2 separate regions of the Culex pipiens genome follow, and region 2 is linked to region 1. A link is a contact called in public Hi-C data. All regions are on one chromosome and are shown on one strand. Each heading gives the region's core, a stretch centred on a gene start, on an enhancer-like site or on the middle of the called end of the contact. The rest is flanking DNA. Distances are from core to core; before and after follow the strand shown. Region 1 holds the start of LOC120429041 (protein odd-skipped). Region 2 holds the start of LOC120413125 (protein drumstick).

Region 1 (4,833 bases), core at 1,233-3,732:
TACTTTTTGGCTGAAATTTTCAACGAAGCTTTTTTTTAAGCACTATTGGAAACAGTTAGTTTTTTTTTGTTGAAAAAACTTTTAAAAACTTTTTGAAATAAAAATATAAGCTAGGCAAAACTATACAAACAAACGTCAAGAGAATACAAAACAAAGTTTATGAAGACATATTAAGGTTGTTTCAAATATTTTTCAAAGTTTATGTTACTTTTCCCACTTTCACCATTGGCTCGAAAAATTTGGGGGCAAAAAAAAAACAAAATTTTGCAATCATTCGTTTCCAAAATATCTATGTTTTGACTTTTTTTTTCGTGGAAAAAAAATCTCTTTGGAATTTCACAAAAAAACGAAATATTTTCAAACAAACCCAAACACGCTATTTATGATTGTCAATGCAGGATAGCAGGAAACTGCACTTTAAATTGTTTCCAGATGATTAGACTTTTTATTCAATTAAAGTTTTGAAGTTTTTGTAAAAATATTTTTCAGCAAAAATATTTTATTTTTAATCGATCTCTGACATTTTACATACTTTCAGAATCTTTAATGCTCTCATAAATAAAACAGTATTTATTTTTTTCTCATAATTTTGTGTTCTACACAGAAAAAAAGTTATAATCTGGAAGGTTTGATGACATAAGATTACCGTTTTCAATATACTATTCTGCATATTCTCAATTTTAAAACTATTGTGAGTTTTCATTTCATTTATTTCATTGTTTAAGTATTACTTGTGTGACGTTCTATCCTAAGCTGAGATGTGGACTACCTTTCAACAGCTGATTAATTTTAAAGTTGGGAACAGAGTTTGCGGGTACTTAAAGAATCGAGCAAATCTACTGAGGGAAAACAGTTACAAAATAACCTTCGAGATAGATATTGTTAGTTTGAATTTGCTAAAAACTTGAATAAAAATATCAAAACAAAAACAAAACAAAAAGTAAACAATTCATACTACAATTTACCAATTATAAGTATATTTTGGGGGCCAATAGTTGAACTTCTTAGTACTCAAATTTGTGGTCTGATGATTTGATTAGCAATGTTATTTATGGTGATGATAAGATGCTCATTTCTTCATTACAGAATGAAAGAAAAAGTAAGTAATTTCATAACGGAATGCATTTTTCGCATTTGTTATTTGCAGGTTGGAAAATTGGCTTTCTTAGGAATTAATTAAATATTATATTATTTTTAAATATAATAAAAATGTTTATCTGTAACAAATCTATAGTTTTTTGTGTTAACGGTCCTGTAAACAGTATAGGACTTATAGGACCTTTTCAAAATAAAACTTTAGAAACGTTAATGAATATTTAGAAGAGACAAGGTATTTTTAGTATTTTTGGTAATGCATTCTGCTAACACGCATATTTTAACCATAAATGTTTGCTGCTTTTTAGTATAAATTATTGTCAAAAACAATAGTTGTGCAAGTTGCAGTTGTAAAAAGAATATTGAGAATCCACAGTTAATATATTACAGAATATAAGGACTAAGGTAGAATAAGAGCTTTATTGATTTTGAATGGTAGTGAAGTTGATGTTTTTTTAAACAAAGGTTTTTTTAATGCTTTGAATGCAAAATCATCATTAAGTCAATTTATTCTTGTAAAAAATCAATTAACTTATCAAACAGGTACAAAACGAACCCTCAATCAATTCCCAGTAGCCGCCCGGGGCCAAAAGTCAGTCAGCTATTATTGGCAGACTTTCCACATATATTTTTTTTCTCCTCCAAACTTTGCTACAGCTTAATTCAATAAACGATTACATCCCTTTGTTCCCGGGACATTTTTTATTCCATTTTATTTCCCAACCCCCGATCTCATCCGGGCAGGGTTGTAAAAACGAGTCCCCTGTCCAGGACGAACCTCGCTCTTCTCTCGTGTGGAGGAGCGCGCGCGCCACGTGTGTGCCCTCACCGTACCTGTCTGCTTATTCGTACGTACGTGTGTGTGAGTGACAATAAAAAAAATGTTAAAATACAGAAGAAGTACGGCAGCACCGGCAGCTCCTGCCGCCGAGAAGCTGCCGAACGGAGGATCTGCTGCTGCAACAGGAGTAGCACTGTACCACTACCAGCGCGCAAGTGACAAAAGGGCCAAGTTAGGGCACGAGAGAGAGTGAGAGTGACGGGCGTCGAGCGTCCCTTTCCGTCGGCCGCCGTGCGCGGCGCAAGCAATCTATGCACAATGACGTTGCTGGGCTGTATTGTGAGAGTCTCTTTTGTCAGCCGACGGCGACACTGAAAGGGAACCCGGCCATTGGACGGTCAACGGTGGGCGTCAACGTTTATCCCCACCACTACCACTACTGCCAGTGCAAGCCTTCTCGCTCGCACTCGCGCAATGCCGGGCGCGCTCTCTTTCTCGCACACTCTCTCACGCACCCGAGCCCTCTCTTGCTCTCCATGCACAGAAGTGACTTCCCTGGAAGTTTCGTTAGTAGCAAATCAGTTTGTACCGACAACTTGTTGTCTAAACATCTAGTTTCGTAGCTCTATGCCAAAAAAGTAGAAGTGTAGAGAGTCCGTCGTGAAACGAACGTGTTTTTTTTTGGCTGGACGTCGTTGCACCACATAAATACATCGATACAGTGTGTACGGTTGTGAGCGTGTTTATCGTCTATATACACATAGCTGGAGATCGTCGTCGTCGTCGTATGGGACGAAAAGGATAACGTGCAAAGGATATCGCAGCAGCAGTTTTAGTTATGTTACAGCTTCGGAACAGTGAGCAGTGCTTCCGTTGATTGAGTGTGCGAGCTACATCGGCTGTAATAAAACAAGAATACAAAAATAATAGCAACGAACTTGAGGTTATCAGTGACTGTCCGACTTGGCTAGAGTGATAGTGAATGAAGTCTCATTTGGAGTAGCAGCAGCAGCAGCAGTGCCATCGTGAAACGTGTTTTTTTCAAAACCTAGCAGAGATGTCTCTCAACTCGTCCGCATCGACTTCGTCGTCCTGCAGTGATATCAGCATCGAAGAGTTGAAAGCAAGATCACCAGGTAAGGATCGATCCAGTGTTGAAACTTGAGCCGTTTCAGTCGTGCAATCCGCAATGTTCTCGGAGTCTAATTGAGCGTTTTCCCCCTCTCTTTCCTTCCTCAGATTTCCCCCCAGAGCTTCTGGCCGTCATCAAGCAGGAGCCCCGCTCGGCGGTATCGCCGATCCTAACCCCGCCACACACTCCCACCGAAGAGAGCAGTATTAACACAACGCCGGCCGTGATCACATCGCGTCACCAGTACCAGTACGAGATGGAACAGGCAAACCGGTCTCCACCGGCGGCTCAGCACATGCCACCACAGCATGCTCCCCACCACCAGGAGGGCTTCTTCCCCCAGCAGCAGCAGCAGCCTCAGTCAGCAGCCCCAGCCGTCGCTTCGATGGAGGCCTTCCTCTACCATCAACAACAACAACAGCAGCAACAACAACACCACAACCACCATAGCCAGCAGCAGGTTCAGCAGCAGCAGCACCGCCTCTGGCTCCAAACCCAGGCAGCGGCCGCAGCTCAGCAACACCTCCAGCAAACCGGTTATCCGCTGCCGGCTTACGGCCAACTCCCCGCCGTTGCCGCCCACCACCCCCACGCCCTCATGCAGCAGTGGATCCGCAACGCCGCCATCCACCGACTCCACTTCCAGCACCAGGGAGCTTACCCGACGGAACTTGCCGCCCGACTCCCAGGCCTCGGTCGCCCTGGCCCAATCAAACCCACCGGTCACGGCAGCTCCCGCCCAAAGAAGCAGTTCATCTGCAAGTACTGCAACCGGCACTTCACCAAGTCCTACAACCTGCTCATCCACGAGCGCACCCACACCGACGAGCGGCCCTACTCGTGTGACATCTGCGGCAAGTCGTTCCGCCGGCAGGACCATCTCCGCGACCACCGTTACATCCACTCCAAAGAGAAGCCCTTCAAGTGTTCCGACTGCGGCAAGGGATTCTGCCAGTCGCGCACCCTGGCCGTTCACAAGATCACCCACCTCGAGGAAGCGCCCCACAAGTGCAACATCTGCAACCGGACCTTCAACCAGCGCGCCAACCTCAAAACCCACATGCAAAGCCACGCCATCTCCGAGGTCACCCCCAACGGCCCCGTTCTGGACCTCTCGCAAAAATCAAGCCCCTCCACCCCGGAAAAGGACATCATCGTCGACGAGGACTTTGACGACGAAGAGGACGAGGACGATCTGCAGCAGCAGCATCACCATCATCTGGGACAGCACCACCACCACCACCACAACCTGCACCCCCAGAGCTACGGCACCGAACCGTCCACCCTGCCCGCCAAAAAGTCCCTCGGATTCTCCATCGATGAGATCATGAAGCGGTAATTTGACACCCGTCCGTCACCGCCCTCAACACGAGATGTTCCTTAGTCAGTCGGAGAGAAATTAGTTGAGTCTAATTTTGTTGATTTTGTATTCGTTTTTCTTTATTACAAAGATTTTATTAATCGGTATTGTTAACGCAAAACAAGAGAGAGAGAGAAGCGAAAGGGAGAGAGGTAGGCCCCACCAAACGATAGCCCAAAGCATAGGCTCAGATGATAGGCGTAAAGGGAGCGAGAGAAAAAAAAAAGTTTCGTTTATGACCTAGAAAAAGACAGCCAAAGAGAGAAGAGTAATAGGTTGGTTTTTTTTGTTCACTCACCCCGCTTGTCAGAGAGAAATAAGTTGCTAGCGAATTAGTAAACATTTTCAATTGCAAAGAGCGAATGGGAGGTAGAAAGCTTTTCTTTAAAGACTGATATTGCTTTTATTTATGAATGCGCATTTTTTTTAAGTTAGTACACACACACAACACAATCAAAGCTACTT
Region 2 (4,392 bases), core at 227-2,726, 330 kb after region 1:
GCGCAGCAGTTGGTTACCGAATCGGCAAGATGTCGGACGCCTGCTACGATCGGGGGTCGTTTCACCGAAACGTGGTTTTGCAAAAGGTTGTGAGTTTGCGAAATTGTTCAAACTTACCAGGATTGTTGACGTTTGATTACAGGATCCGTTGCGCATCGATGACTCTCGCTCGTCGAAACACCTTTCCAGCTGAACACTCTGGATGGAACTCTTCCTGTGTATCACAATCGCTTCACCTTCGACACCAGGTATCATTGAAGTCACTTTATCGAATGAGAAACCATTCAAAATCACTTATTTTCTCGCAGGGATTATTCCTTAGAACGGTTCCGTTGACGGTACAGCACATCCACCGGAGAAAGCGACTATTCCCGAACTGCTCCCGAACTCCAGCGCGGTCCGCGAAGCTGTGAGAGTTAATAATATCGCCGATGTAATATAACTTCCGAACGCTTCTGTGCGTATCGCTATTATGACGCTAAATTGATCTTCCTGAGCACTTGAAGGTAGACGACGACGGGGTCGACGACGAACTTCGGTTGATTCGGCTGCAGTGGCGCGCGCAGATGAAGATGATGAGACGAACTCTCCAAGAGCAATAGCCAGGCAGGCAGGCAGGCACAGGCAACACACGGCAGCAATAATACACACCGAAATAAGCAGCACAACGGCGCGCGGCGCGAGAGACGGCCCCGGAGACCGAACGCTACAGGCTACGGGCAGGAGGTTGCGCGCAAGAGCGACGAAACTGCCGACGACGACAACGACGACGACGACGGAGAGTCAATCGGGTAACCCGAAAAGTTTAAAAGTTATGATCGGAGAATACCGTATAGGAAGAGGTGGCCAACGCGGCTACCAAAAAACGGCCTGTTTAGTACGCTGGACTTGGAACGAGTGTTGCGAGCGTTTGCTAGTAACAGAAGTCAAAAGACTTTCTGGCATAGTAGCTGCGAACTGGAAACTGCAGACATCTACTGTACTTAACCGCGATACACGAAACCGAGCGTGCGAGAGAGCGAGCGAGACAGCCTAATCTCCCATCCCACCAGCGAGAACGAGACAGCCTACACCAAAAGAGAAAACCTACACTAGTAGCTACTTTATTGATGCCCCCCGTAGCACCGTAGACCCCGTACAGTGCGTACATTAAATCTCCTTCTATATAATACACGACGACGACGACGACGAAGCTGTTGCTGCTGCTGCCGCTAGCAGGGTTGTTGACGGGGTTTGACTCTCTCCGTCCCGCCGCCGTCCCACTACCACATCACCCTCCGGGAACCCCTGAATATATGTACCATCAAATTCGAGGCTGCCGATGTTGCTTCTGAGTTGAATCTCTTGACGGCCCGAGCAAGGGAGTGAGAAGTCCGCAGCGCGAGAGATAGAGAGAGAGAGAGAGCTGAATGTTCCGTTTCGTTCGCGCAAACCGCAATCCGTGTTGCGCCCCGCGATCCCCGACCGCGCGCCGGCTGATTCACGCTTCGGTACGGCTTGAAGCTTGAGTCCTACACTGAAAGAATCTAACACAGCAAAATCAAATGCTTTTTCACGTGAGCTGCTCCAAAAATCAACACGTTAAATTCACATGATTTTCCTTTGATCCACACATGCTCTGCCTGCCAGATAGATGCGAAAATCATTTAAAGCCAGCTGATCGCTAACAAAAAATCCTTCACTCTTTTTTCGCATGGTGTTAACGGCAGATTCAAATGAATTTCACTTTGATTTGCCCCATTTGACTTTTCCTGCGATTGCGAAGTGAAAATCACGTGAGATTCAAATGCATTGGTTTTGAATTGCGTGTGGCGAAAAAAAACTTCATTAGTAAGATGGCCACGGACGATGATGGTCAAAACTTTACTTCTTGCCGATTTTCTATACAAGTTTTCTGATTTTTAAAGATTCAATAAGTTTTTGGTAAGTACAACATAGAAGACTTAGTGAAGGTTCAGAAATTTTGATTTTATTTAAAAGTTTCACCTATTTGGGTTGTTTCAGGAAATCAAGTTCCAGCTTGTGGTCGGCTTTGGAATCCACACCTGATGCGGTGGTCCGGAAGATCCGCTCAAATATCATCCGGCAGTGCTGTGGCGAACAATTATCGACGACAAACACTTAATTTCGGCGGTGCTTTCCGACGTTCGCCAGGAAGTGCCCTCAAGTCCTCCGGATCCAGCGCGGAAACGGAATCGCAATCATACTTTCCGACGCTGCGCAAGAAGGATCAGTGAAGAAAACTTTATTTATTGTATGTGTTTTTACTATTTTAAAAAAATATACTATTTTGGCAATAAACTTTATTTATGCTTGCACAATGAAATAATTCAATTAAATAATGAAGAAAATACTAAATATTTAACACACATGAATTCCAATGGAAATCCATGTGAATCGCACTACAAATTCATTGCATATTCATGTGAGATTTCACGTCAAATTAACGTGTTTTTCATTTGGAATGTCAGGGTCGCTCCATGATTTGATTCAAGTGATTTGCTCATGAAATTCACATGCTAAGCCGTATGGGGCAGATTCACGTGTAAAACATGTGATATTGCTGTGTGCCTTTCTTTCAGTGTACGCGACGATGCGAAGTGTTGCCAGAGATGGGGTTGGAGAAATGTTATTAAAAATCGAACATTTATTAGAATAGAAGAAGAGTTTAAACAAGCGATTTTTTATGAAAGCAGATAAAAATCAAAATACGAGCGCAACTAAAGGATGCGCAAGAGATCTGCCGAGAAACACTGCAGACTGGAATCCGCAAGGACATCGGGGCAAACGAAAAGGCTCATGTTGGAGAAGCCTTCAACTATTCAAGCAATTCGAATTTCAGCCAATTTGTTCAGTTTTTTGCTTCAGATATCAAATGTAATTGCCAATGTGAGTGACTGTGTCAGTTCTAGTAATTGCTTAGGAGTATAAAAATACTGAAAGTTTGAAAAGTTCAAGTAGTTGTATTAAAATCTGCAAAAGTTTCCAAGCCTTATGGCATTTTCTTAATTCTAATATTCGATGGTTTGGAAATAAGGCTTTGCAAAGATTCCATGGTAATTAAATAGATACTTATTGTGTCAGGGAGTTGTTTGGATGATGTCTGAGATTTATGCTTGAAAATTAGCAATTCCTCTTTTTTATCACCAAACCTAGAAACGTTCGATGAAACATGCCATAGGAGTAAATTGGACATACCTTGTGGGGTAAAAAAGGGAATATCTGAATTTTGGTTAAATTATTGAATGGTTTCAAAGAGGGATGGTAAACTTGACAAAACTATTTTGTATCTTCTTCTTCTTCAAGTTAGGTATCTGTTTAAAAGTTTGAAAATCAGATTAGGCCGTTATATTTTTTGAAGTTTATGTCCCTCGACTCTGACCAAAGTCGAGAGGGGGCAGAAAAAAATATGTAAAAATTGAAATGGCAAGCCATGGTATTTACATTTTAATGAAAAACGTTACTTAATCCACCTTTAGGTGGTTGGTGCCTTCCTCACATTCATAAAGTCAATACATTCAGTAAAAAATGCAACATTCCCCTTAACCCTTTTTCCCGTGTTTAGGAGGTCATTTTGAGCAACTTTTGTTCTACGGAAAACTTTACTTCTCTTGTTTTATGTTTTTCTTGTTTCATTTTGAGTATTTTAATTTGCTTTTATCTTGTTTAGGTTATGTTTGTTTTTGGTAGTATTTGGCCTATTCTACCACCTGCTATCATTACATTTTGCCTATCTAATTTTTTCATGGTTTTACAGTCACTTTTTTAATTTTTTGCATGTTTTTCTCATTTTCTGCTATGAAATGGCACCATTATCATTTAAGTTGTAAAAAAATACTCAGAGGGATAGTCTGGGACACTACAAAAATTACTGCATACTTCTTTTTACATAAAATATAGGAAATGTTAGTAAAAAACACAGCCAAAGTTGACCCCTAAAAAAATGACACTTTTTAAAACATTGACAAAGTCACATCAAACAAGTCAAACTTCCAACCCTAAAATTTTCTAAAATTTTAAGAGTTCTTCTTTCCAATGCTTTTTAAAGATCAAAAATTGGTTGAAAAATGGATTTTTGGCGATTTTTTAAATCGAGGCCCGTCTAGAGGCGGGGTTGGGTTGTAGAGGGTTAACATGTTTAACAAATCAACTTTATTACTCATTTCTTTTGATAGGGTTCGCAGACCTTCAATATTTCTGGCTCATCGGCAAGGTCTGATAAAAAACCCATCCAACGATAGTTCGCATGGAAGATTCAGACAATATTTCTATTACAATATCTGAAATCCGGCCTCCAAAAAGTGTAAAATAACACTTAAGTGCTAATAACATTTAATGGGGTTGTCAGATCTTCGATGTTTTAGGCTCATTTGAAAGGTCTTTCGATTATCT

Evidence for each region. A called contact is a pair of places that touch in the nucleus more often than the background predicts.
Region 2: a contact with region 1 is called in a Hi-C map of embryo, with 7 times the contacts expected there. The contact joins the promoter of LOC120413125 here to the promoter of LOC120429041 in region 1. A contact is called at or near these places in 3 of 3 Hi-C or Micro-C datasets (embryo, whole body and whole pupa).

The regions. Positions count from the first base shown.
Region 1 is chr2:99,425,466-99,430,298 of TS_CPP_V2, forward strand. It overlaps LOC120429041 (protein odd-skipped), which reads left to right and starts at 2,483. Exons shown (of 2, transcript XM_039594179.2): 1 at 2,483-3,012; 2 at 3,116-4,833. The coding sequence starts at 2,934. The coding sequence ends at 4,347.
Region 2 is chr2:99,760,741-99,765,132 of TS_CPP_V2, forward strand. It overlaps LOC120413125 (protein drumstick), which reads right to left and starts at 1,477. Exons shown (of 4, transcript XM_039573831.2): 1 at 118-1,477.